Linked DNA regions of Oryctolagus cuniculus: region 2 is linked to region 1. A link is a contact called in public Hi-C data. All regions are on one chromosome and are shown on one strand. Each heading gives the region's core, a stretch centred on a gene start, on an enhancer-like site or on the middle of the called end of the contact. The rest is flanking DNA. Distances are from core to core; before and after follow the strand shown. Region 1 overlaps DISC1 (DISC1 scaffold protein). Region 2 overlaps PCNX2 (pecanex 2).

The links. Hi-C and Micro-C count contacts between places; a contact is called where the count stands out from the background.
Region 2: a Hi-C map of embryonic fibroblasts shows a contact between it and region 1, with 2.8 times the contacts expected there. The contact joins two enhancer-like sites. A contact is called at or near these places in 2 of 6 Hi-C or Micro-C datasets (embryonic fibroblasts and an unstated tissue).

The regions. Positions count from the first base shown.
Region 1 is chr13:51,356,940-51,362,852 of mOryCun1.1, reverse strand. All of the region lies in intron 9 of DISC1 (DISC1 scaffold protein), which reads right to left. Among named protein-coding and RNA genes, the nearest start is that of DISC1, 180 kb to the right of the region's middle. Within about 2 kb of position 3,357, at least 1 of the 8 cell types and tissues checked has an H3K27ac peak or open chromatin away from gene starts, as enhancers often do.
Region 2 is chr13:52,706,404-52,712,316 of mOryCun1.1, reverse strand. The region is part of intron 8 of PCNX2 (pecanex 2); the gene reads left to right. Among named protein-coding and RNA genes, the nearest start is that of PCNX2, 61 kb to the left of the region's middle. Within about 2 kb of position 2,781, at least 1 of the 8 cell types and tissues checked has an H3K27ac peak or open chromatin away from gene starts, as enhancers often do.

The sequences.
Region 1 (5,913 bases), core at 2,108-4,607:
TAGCTGGTCCCCAGAAAACAGAGAAATGGATTTTTAAAAAATCACTAAGACAAAGTGAGAGACTGGTAGGCTCAGTGCTGATTTAGGTATCTGGCATTTATTCAGGAAGCATGTGACCCAGGAACAAGACTATTTGAGACCCTATCCCAAATCCTCCAGGCTAAGTCTCATTGCCTCGGGGCCTGGGCCTGCACAAGACTGTAGGAATCAAGCAGACTTGGGCAGGTGAGTCAACCTTCCCCCAGCACCCTGAGTCATAAGGATCATCACAGGTCACTTGCCAGATGGAAATAATATTCTCCATCACTATATTAGTAGAATGCTGAGGTCACATGCCACGTGTGTCAGGTAGCATGTATGTGACACACAGTCAAAAGCTTTTATCTGTTACCGAGTTGGTGTTCAATAGAACAAAGGACCCAGAAATGAATCAAGAAAGCCAGGTGATGCATGCAGAGACCAACAGAGAAGGGGGAGCTGACAGTGTGTGATATATCATCCAGGTGGAATCTTGGTATGTAGACATTCGATCTTAGAATATTACTATGATGTTACCAAAAAACACAACTTGATCACTAAAAAGGCAGAGAGAAAAGAATGTCAGAACAGATCTTTAACCACAGCCCTCTACCCCAGAAGCAAAAATCAGCTACAGCAGAGCCTGACAAGGAACGCAACTGTCAACAACCAGATATCAAAATGGAACCTGAAGGTGATTAGATTGGATATAAGAAAGACTTGAAGGGTGTTTATGCTCAGAAATTGTATTACTAGAGCAAAATTAGTCATGATCTTCTAAAACCAAGATAACTTTGAAAAAGATATTTAGACTTTAGAACCCACCTTAATTTTTAAGTGAAGTCATTCTTCCAGACATGTCTCTGTGTGGAAGAACCACAAAGTCATACCAATTAAAGAAGGCCAGGGTCAGCACTGTGGCATTGTGAGTAAAGCTACTGATGCCAGCATCCCATATGGGTGCCAGTTTGAGTTCCAGCTGCTGCTCCACTTCTAATCCAGTTCCCTGCTAATGGCCTGGGAAAAGCAACAGAAGATGGTCCAAGTGCTTGGGCCCCTACCACCTACATGGGAGATGCAGACAAAGCTCCTGGTTTTTGGCTTTGGCCTGGGACAGTCTGAGCCATTGTGGGAGTGAACCATCAGATGGAAGCACTCTCTCATTTTCTCTCTGCAACTCTTTCAAACAAATAAGTTTAAAAAAGAAACAAGGAAGGAAGAAAACATGAATTACTCCTTTCTAAGAACAGTGAGAAATGTCCATTATTCTAGTTTGTCTTCTTTAATATGTACTGAGGACCTCTTAGGATGTTGCCAGTTTTCCTAGCTCCTACCATACAACACGTGCTTGCTGCTCTGATCAAACTGAAGCTGTGTAAGAACTGCTGGAGTCACAGCTGGACATATGCCTTGATACAACAGCTTTTGTACAAGGGTTTCTCAGATAACACCAGCAGACAGTGCAGGTCCCTGAGCCACAGGTCTCAGAAGATTGGCACAGGCTGGTTGTCTATGTACCACAAGATAGTTAGATACAACAGGAGCCCAACATGAGGAGATCATCGGATCCATTCCAGGGAGAAAAGAGGAAAGCAGGTATCTGTAATTAGAACATTTTGCCATGCTGGTCTAAGCGATGATCTTTAAACTAAGGTGCTCAGTTGCTGTTTTATTCTGATCATTAACACTGGATGCCAATGGGGCCCCATGAACTTATCAGGCTGCCTCTTGTCTTGCCCTCTTAGTGCAGAGTGGAAAGTCTTTACTCCTTGCTATCCTGCCTGGGAGTGACATCCTCACATCAAGAACTTCTGCCATGTTCCCTGGTCAAATAGCACCCAGGTGTTCAAACATGCCCTGTGAGCCTCCCTCACTCTCCTACTGCTTCTCACTCCTCTCTAAGAACTCACTTGTCCCAGCCTCCTAGGACCCTCTACCTCCTATACCCAGTGCTAATTGGCTCAAGTAACACCTCTGGAGGTAGGTCCTTTGCTAACTTTTTTCCTGTTTGAAACTCAGCCTTGTTTCTGCTTACCAGACATGGGCTCTCCCCCAGTGAAAAAGGAAAGTGAGAGCTTCAATCCAGAAAAAAGTTGAGCACTGGATAGGCAAAACCAGTCTCAGAATTCCACACCCAACCCATTTCATCAAGGTCTTTACAAAGAGACTGGAAAGTTCCAGGCCTTCCATTTTTGTCAGGGGTCCTCTTTACTTTGTGCACTCCACACCTGGGACACGTAGCAATTCTGTTTCTGAGATGCATGGAAAACAAGAGCACCAAACTGTGCTTGTGTATCTTTCAGGCAGGTTCTCCCCCAAGGCCCAGCCTTCTGCTTGTCATTCACTCACTCACCATTCAAGCAACCTGACTTTTAAAAAAAAGATTTATTTTATTTGAAAGGTAAAGTTGACAGAGAGGGGAAACAGAGAAAGAGATCTGCCATCTGCTGGTTCACCCCCCCCCCCCCCCAGAAGGCTGCAATGACTAGGGCTAGGTTAGGCAGAAGCCAGGAACCTAGAACTTCATTTGGTCTCCCACATGGGTGGCAGAGGCCCAGGTGTAACTGGTAACTATTTGTAGAGGCTGTAGATTTAGATTCCATGATATGATCTTCTTTGCTTCTCTTCACAAAGAAAAACAATAAAACAATGAAGTTCCACCAGGCTGCCAGTTGTTTTAAGGGTACATCATAGGAGGCTGCTCTGGACACAGCCTTGGCCAGGAATTCCCACGAGGGCCACCCTGGGACTGAAGACTGCCCAATGAAACCATGGCAGACCCTGGAGAAGGAAGAAAGGAAGGATGGAAAGAAGACAGTATGAAGATAAAAGGGACAAAAGGCAGGGGGAAGGAATAAAGGGCTGAGCAGAAAAGGAGAAAAAGACGAGAGAAAGCAGAGAGATGGGCCAGGGCAACAGAACAGGAGGATCCCAGAGCGTTTAGGGCCGGACGCTTCTTGGGCCGGCCCTGAACCCCAGTCACATGCTCTCAGCCCTTATTCCAAAAGCAGAACTAACTATTTATTTTTTACTCCTCCCAAGAGGAGTGTCCTCGGAGGTTTTATATTGTTTTGAGTTGTCTTGTAACCCAGCCAGCTAAGCAGGAGCTCTAAAATTCACTCTGTGCCAAAGCACACTCACTGCATTACAAATGGGTTCTCAGCAGAGAAAAGGCAAGGGGGTGGGGGATGGGGCAGTTTTTGTCTCTGCCTTCCTAGTAGCAGGGTAACACGCCTTGCTTACCTGCTAGAGGTGGTCTAAATCACGCTGATGACTCAAGGCTTGGGGGATTAGAAAGGCTACTTTTATTAAGCTGTACGTAGTACTCTGATTGTTTCCTGATCAGGGTTCCCAGTTCTTCAGTTTATAGTCATTTGCAAGGACTTGAAACTTTTTTCCAAACAAAGCTAACTGCACGGGAAGACCCGTCAGCACGTCGGAGAAGAAAACTGCTGACTGATGGGTAACACGACAATAACATATGGGCCATGGGGCTGTGTGCCCAAGACTCATCTTTTGTCAAGGCTTGCAAATGAATTCCTCCTGTCCTGCACACTCAGGAGGGTTGACTAGCGCTCTAATTAATTAAAAGCATCCATGTGTCTGACAGGGACTCTCCCACAGCTGGGACAGGTGCCCGCTCTCCCTCTGTTATTTTTATCTTTTAAACACAGTTCCAAGCCGCTCCTCACAGCCTCCAGGGGCCAGCCAGGGAAGCCTCGCACCAAACAGCCCCAGCTTTTCTGCATTGTCCCTTCTCACCTGGGCACAATAAGTTCCCCCACTGAAGGGAACCAATTCCTTTCTTTAAATCATTCTCATTTCTGATCACATGGAACAACAGTGTGGCAAGAAGTCATGAAAGAAAGATTTTTTTAAAAGCAGATTTAAATAAAATATCCCTCATTGCCAAGCTTAATTCTATCTCCTGCTAAGAAGACAGCCATCTGGAGCTTTAGAGCAAGGGGGGATATTAAGAAGCCACGTGCACCTCGGGATGTAACACAAAGCTAGAGATTTGAAGCCGTCTTCTCTAGAAGACTGGTGATGCTATCAAGCAGGAATGTGATCGTGCTGATTTATCTATTATTTGTATTCTGTATTTTTACAGGGATAAAGACTGGCTATCCCAAGGTGATAAATGAAGTCTCAGCTTGGCCATATTTCTTTTGAAGTTTGTCCCAGCAAGTTTTGCCCTCCCACCACCTGGAAGATTCAGGCGGTAAGCTTTGTCATGGTGCCCTCTTGTGTTCAAAGCACTACAGTGAAGCTACTTCCTAACCGGCTCCCTGCTCAAGAAACCCTGTTATTACTTTAATTACAGATTAATTACATCCTTTCATCAAGGTTAGAGGAAGATTCCAGACAGAGCATGATGGCCAGAGAGTAATGAGCCTTTTTTCCCTCTTTTCTTCTTCTTGTGACATCACTTCCTGTCAACGCTCTTTGAATTTGGCAGTGGCTGACAGTCTGGAGCTGCAGTCAGACTTTGGATTCACGTCACAGTTCTGCGACTTGCACACCACCCTTGGGGAAGTTGCTAACTTCTCTATATTCAGGACTCAGCATCACAGTGCTTATGTCCTAGCTGGCTGTTATTAAATGTAAAGGGCTTTGAAGGTGCCTGGGAATTTGTAATACACATTAGCTGTTGGTCACTACTGGTGCTGTTTTGGCTTCTTTTTCTTTCTTTTTTTTTTTTTTTAATGAATCAAGTAATTGTTATACTTGTGTTTGAAGTGACTTTGAAGATACTAAATCTAATTTTCTCATTTCACAGGTGAGAAATCTCCAGTCTAAAGGAGCAAAGCGACCTGTCTACAGTCACCTAGTTATTCAGTGGCAGCAGTGCAACTAGAATCTAATTTTTTCCAGCTCTGTGAGGCCCTGATGCTTGGCCTTTTTGTAGAACGGCTCCTTTTTTCCCTGAATGTGCAAGGTGTGGAGCTGGGACACTGGGCACATGGGATAATGCTGTAGAAACAGTATGAGCTACATTCAAATAACCAGGCTCAGACATCTGGGCACAGAAGTACTGAGTAACTCCTGTCCATTTTTAATTAGGATAGTGCCATGAAAATGAGAATTTCTTTAAACAGTACCTCCAATCCAGGTCTGAGTACGATGTGAACCACAGTCGACCTAGAAATACTGACCTTGACCACTTTCAGAAAGCTCAAAATGATCATATACAAAAAAAAAAAACAAAAAAAAAAAACTAATGTTCTAAATGTGTTTCAAGTCCTCAATCTTTTACACTCCACAGGCTTAAGACTGTATCAGTTCTAATGGCCATGGATGCAAGGGGACTTGTATAAGTGTGCAACAAAGAGGGGCATCGGCTACAGAACTGACTGCTCTCACACAAAGGTCTGGCTTGTTTTATTTTTAAATAAGATACAATATCACAAAAGTGCAAATACTAGAGTAGTTAAATTCCTGTAATCAGAAAGCAGAACAGAGGTACCAGGAGAGAGAGAGAAGGAGAATGGAGAATTACTTCTTTATGGGTATGGCAAACACTGCCAAGAAAATGCCCATCAATCTGCAGATTAGTTAGTTCTTGCACCTGTAAAACTCAATCTACTATTTACTGGGCTAAAGACTATTTTATTTCAGATTGAGACTTATAATACAACATGCTTAACATACTCTTTTGTAAACTGGTAGAATTTCTGAGCCCCTTTTGAATCCTTGATGTATACACAACAGGTATAAGCATAATAACTGGTCAGTGTATTTAGTAGTCTTTGGCAAACATTAAGAGGGGCCACTGGGGGCCGGCGCCGCGGCTCAATAGGCTAATCCTCCGCCTAGCGGCGCCGGCACACCGGGTTCTAGTCCCGGTCGGGGCGCCGGATTCTGTCCCGGTTGCCCCTCTTCCAGGCCAGCCCT
Region 2 (5,913 bases), core at 1,532-4,031, 1.4 Mb before region 1:
ATTGGGCAGGCTCAGGTAGGGACACAGCTAGGGCATGGGAGGTGGATACTGAATGTGTTTCTACAGTACTTTGCTATGAGGCCATGTGACTTAAAAGTCTCAGAAGAGTAGACTCTCAAAGAGTAGACAGTAAAGAGAGCATGTGTATTCCTAAATATTCTATACATGTAAAAGTAAACATGTATATTATTATTTTTAAAAGCACAAGAAAGAGAGGATATGCATGGCAAAGTGTTATTCGTTCCTAGAACTCAAAAGAACAACACTTTCACATGATGTTGGTATAAAAGCAGTGGACAAAGACCTGGGATTTGCCATGTGATACTGGTGGACCAATACTTTGTTGGAATCACCACACACCACATAGGTTAGAGATGACTATGGACACTACATAAGGATTTTCGATCTCTCAAAATGACCAAAATGAACCAGCTGTAATTTCCATGGTGTGGAGACTAGCCAGCATTCAGGAATAGCAGGCAGAAAGCTGAACTGGACAGTGAACAGGGACTGGGGCCATGAAGCTTGGTTGAGTTCATGCTCTGTTCTCTATGTAGCAGGAGTGATCAGACCCATTTGAAGAGAGAAATACCTCTGATGAATGTGGAATCATCATGAATATGATTGAGAGTAGGGAGCTGGGGGGAGCCTGGAGCAGCAGTAGTCTGCTTGGTCAACACATCTGAACATAAAATGTGATACTCACTTTTAGTAAATGGGAAAGTAGTGCAAAAAGAAACCTGCTAAGCAATGCTCTTTAAACCATTCTACATAGAAATCAGATGTAGAGACTCAAATTAGATTTTCTAGTCCTGTGTTCTTTTAATTCAAAGAGAAATACTTCTCTGTTCATACAAAAGCTAACAGTGGAGGAAAATAAGACACTGAAAACCATACTTCCGGCCAGCGCCGCGGCTCACTAGGCTAATCCTCAGCCTTGCAGCGCCGGCACACCGGGTTCTAGTCCCAGTTGGGGCGCCGGATTCTGTCCCGGTTTCCCCTCTTCCAGACCAGCTCTCTGCTGTGGCCTGGGAATGCAGTGGAGGATGGCCCAAGTGCTTGGGCCCTGCATCCCATGGGAGACCAGGAGAAGCACCTGACTCCTGCCATCGGATCAGCGCAGTGTGCCGAGCGCAGTGTGCCGGCCGCAGCGCGCCGGCTGCGGCGGCCATTGGAGGGTGAACCAACGGCAAAGGAAGACCTTTCTCTCTGTCTCTCTCTCTCACTGTCCACTCTGCCTGTCAAAAAATAAAAAAAAAAAAAAAGAAAGAAAGAAAACCATACTTCCTTGAAATCAGAGAGTTAGTATCTTGCAGCATGAAAACGAATTTTCAGCACTAATATTTATTTTTTGTACAACATTGTGTAACATCCTTAACTATCTAAAACATCAGTTTTCTAAACCATAGATGGGGACAATAATTCCATAACTAAATCACTGAATTGTGTTAAAAATTAAATGTGTGAGTGGGCATTTCATCAAGCATTTAAGACTCCCACAACACATTGGAAAACCTGGGCTTGATTCCTGGCTCTGTTACAGGAAAATGGCAGCAGAGAAATTATTGTTACCTCAATTCTTTGTCTCACATGGAAGAAGAATTTCCAAGCAGATAGCAAAGAGATTTAAAAGTATTTATTAGAATCAAGGACCTCCTGTGGTGTGGAGGGGGGCTTCCAAGAGAGGAAAATTCAAAGGGGACTAGTATCAGTAGGCTTTAAGTACAATTTTGAAGGAAAAAAATTGACAATCAGATTGGCATTCTCAGTGACCAGGAGGAGACAAAAACCATCAAAAGACCTCATTTATAATTCTCCTTCCTGTCTGGCCTGCTAAGGGTGGGATAGATAACTTATTTTCACAATAAGCTGCGAGCTCAGGAAGTGCTCCATTGCTATTCCATGGTAAATTTGGAAGATTCCGAAGGAAGGAAGGTGGCAGGTTTGTTTTTGCAAATATTTTACACCCCAAATTCCATTGGGATCCCCTGACTATCTATTAACCCATCTGACTCCTCACCGCTCTAGCTCCTGATTTCAGTTTTCTGCTAATGCAGACCCTGAGAAGCACCTGAGGTGGCCCAAAGTAATTGAGTCCCTATCATTTAGCATTCCCAGCTCCTGGTTCCAGCCCTGGCCTGGCCTGACCATTGTGGGCATCTAGGAAGTAAACCAGTGGTTGGGGTTGTCCTGTTTCTCTCCTTCTCTGCCTCTCAAATACATAGAAATTTTAAAAAATAAATGTAGTAGTATATTAATTTTTACAATGACTACAATAATATTAATTCCTGATTAAGACAGTACTTACCATAGAGGACACTCAGGAAATGTTAGATGGTGTTAGTGTCCTGGATAGAGGCAATAAGACAGTGGCTACAGTTCACCATGACTGTGTGACAGAAGATCCTGACTTTTGGCCAGGTAGAGGCCTTTCCTCTAGTACTTACATAAGATCACTTTACCTAGTTTTAAGGTTGTTAAGGACTCTTTGTTCTCCCTGTCAACCTATTGTGTTCCAATATACTGGAATCCATGGCACTTTTAACATTGGTACTTTAATGCCATCTCTGGCTTTTAGTACCATTACATTTTGAGTCCTATCATCATAAACATAAACTTCGATTTTTGAACTTGGAAGAATGCCTAGTCAGGGCTGTTATTCTAAGCCATCCAGCCATGGAAGATATTGGAAAAGCAACTTTTTCACTATAAGGGACTTCAGTGACTGGGATTGCCTCCAACTAGGCCATTAAACCACTGGTTCTTATTATTGGCAAGAAAGTCTTTACTCTTGGCTATTGTAAGCCTTGTTGCCATGTGACAGTTTTATATCCTGGACTCCCAAGTATGAATTGGGAATTGTAAGCATTGTAATGTCCATGTCTCTTTGGGGATTCCTGGAGGAAACCAGGAGAGGAAACAAATTTCCCTCCTTGGCCCCACTGTCATTGTGGGAACCAGTGAACTTCTCCTGACCTGCCAAAGAAACACATATTTTCTGGTTGCACAATAACAGTCCATAATGCAGTACCTTCAGTACCATTATCTAACATAGTTCTGATTTCCCAAGAAAATAGAATAAGGGAACTATGGCTTGCACTGCAGCATTTAGAATTGCTTGTTGAAAAAACTGCTAGAAGAAAAATTCATTTCAGTGTGTTATTGCCTAGACTATAAGATTCTTTCAGTAGCTCAAAGCCTAAAAGGAGCTAATCTACTTGGATAGTTGAAGTCAGCTACCTGCCTAGCAAGCTGGAGCTGAAGCTGCCTAGGAAGCTGAAGGATGTTTTATGTCTGAAGGATTCATCATTGTGGACTTAAGTTATTCTTCTGTAGGTCTTACAATTAGAACTTGATAGTTTCTGTTCTTTATTGAGCCAAGATTTATATATCTCTTATAAAAGTTCTATAGCCATCCTTTGGTATTAATCCAGGTTTTCTAGAGTCATAAGCAGTCTGATGAAAATGCATGTGAAATATGTATCATCTGCTCCCTAGTAAAATATAATGGAAAGACATAGTATTTACATACATTTAGAGCACTCACAAATCATAAAGTGGGCATAGTAGTCAGCTGATATAAAATGTCATTTTGGAGCAGATTTGTTTACAGAACCTTTATTGAAGAATTTTGTATCAAACATGTTACCTTGGGGCCGGTATTGACACTGGCATCCCATAAAAATGCCATTTTGAGGCTTGGGCACTCCACACTTTGTCCAGCTCCCTGCTAATGTGTGTGGGAAAGCACAGAAGATGGCCTGAGTGCTTGGGCCCTCTCTTCCCCTTTGGGAGACCTGGATGGAGTTCTGGGCTTCTGGCTTTGGCCTGGATCAGCCCTTGTTGTTTATAGCCATTTGGGGGAGTGAACCAGGGGATGGAAGATCTTTCTTTCTCTGTCTTTCCCTCTTTCTCTGGAACTCTGCCTTTAAAATAAACAAGCAAACAAATAAATAAATCTTTAAAAAGTTACGTCAACTATATTTTATTAAAAAATATAGAGTAGGTTGATTATGTAGTATTTATCTCAGTTCACTCAAACATGTCTTTTGTTTTTGAATCATTGTAGCATGTGTTGGAGCTATTATTCTGCCTATAAATTAGACTTCTTTTTGAAAGCTGCCCTAAGTCTCTAGGCCTATTGTGTACCATACTCCAAAGCTAGGTGGAAGCCCTGTACTTAATCTTTGTTGCCTCCTCAGATTTCTTCCTCTTTTGTTGATATTATCAGCCTGTCTGGCCCTTATCTCCATGAAACCTCCCTTATCCACTGGGATTAGCTGTCAGGAAAGTCAGGATGTTTAAGTATATATCTGGTTCCCAGAGAAGATAGCAAGCAGAAAGTTGCAAGAAATGATTATCTCAATTTTTCACTTTAGTTGAGAGAAGTAGTGACCTCTGATTTGGAATAGCTGAGCAGAAATGTGAGCACTGGAATAAGCCAATTAGATGTGCAAGATGCAGAATGAAATGTGACTTCACTCAATTTTGATATGCCCAATTGTGTGTCACACTGATATGCAATTTCAAAATTTCAGCTCTAATCACAAATATTGGCATATAGCTACATTACAATTAATTTCAATAATAAATATGTTTACGGCTTCAAATTAAAAATAAAAAACCTTTTAGGGGTTAAGTCACCTTTGCTTACACAGAGGTAGAAATGATCCCAAAATGCAGTTGATCACCCTGGGATCTGCCTTTGAATAGTTTCTGCTTTCCTCAATCACTGAAATGCCCTCTCCCTGTTGTCTTTCAGACTTTTCTCTCTTCCACTGAACGTCTTATATTTTTTTCTGAGACACATTAGAAAATATGACACTTTCATCCACAGAGTCCTAAGGATGGGAGATTCACGAGTCCAATCTGGAAAGACTTCTGTTCTCTGCACACCTGCCAGGAGGCCAGGGGCTGGAGAGGATCTTTCAGTTTTTATGGTCACAGCTACAGCTACCACACGAGGGCAGTCAGAACCCAGGTTCCAGGCCTTTCTCCTTTCCAGGCTGCTATCTCCTTTTTCACAGTTACTCTTACAAATTCTGCTGTCACATAAAAGAAGAGCTGTTTGCCAACTTTAAAACAAGAACCCCTGTTAAAATTCTAAACAAATAGGTTTTAGTGTTCAGAACAGTGCTGCTTTATTTAAATATTCCATATATCAAATGTGTTGCGTTGCTGTGACTTTGCTTCCCAGGCCATCCTCAGTGTGTGTTGCTTCCATGGCCTGTGAGGAAGTCTGAAAAAATGAGAAGGACAGAGAGAAAGAAGCCCTCTTCCTGACACTAGTGAGATAAGTTTTTAAAATCTTGGGAAGATGAAGAATTTCAGGAAGGTTTTTTCCTATCAATGGGAAAATGTAGAAAAGGCCCATAACTGTTGTTACTTGTAGCTCTTGAAACTTAGCACTTTTGTTTTTTAAAAGATTTATTTATTTATTTGAAAGGGAATTTACAATGAGAGAAAGAGAGATTGATTTTCTATCTGTCAGTTTACTACCCAAATGACCACAGGCCCCAATTAGGCCAAGCCAAAGCCAGGAGCCTGGAGCCTGGAACTCCATCCAGGTCTCCCATGTAAGTACAAGGGCTCAAGTTCTTGGGCCATCTTCTGCTGCTTTTCTAGGCACATTAGCAGGGAGCTAGAATGAAAGTGGAACAACCAGAACTGAAACCAGATCCCAAATGGGATGCTGGCACCACAGGCGGCAGCTTAACCCACTGTGCCACAACATCAGCCTGACACTTAGCACTTTCACAGTGTATTTATTAATATGGGAGAAATCTTTGACTTTTACTTAGTAAAACATGGTCTTTTTAAGATGATTTTTCAGAACCTAGTCCATAATTTTAAAAAAGGGAGAATAAGCACCAGGTAATCTAAGAAGAGATACAAGCAAAGAGGTAGACTTAG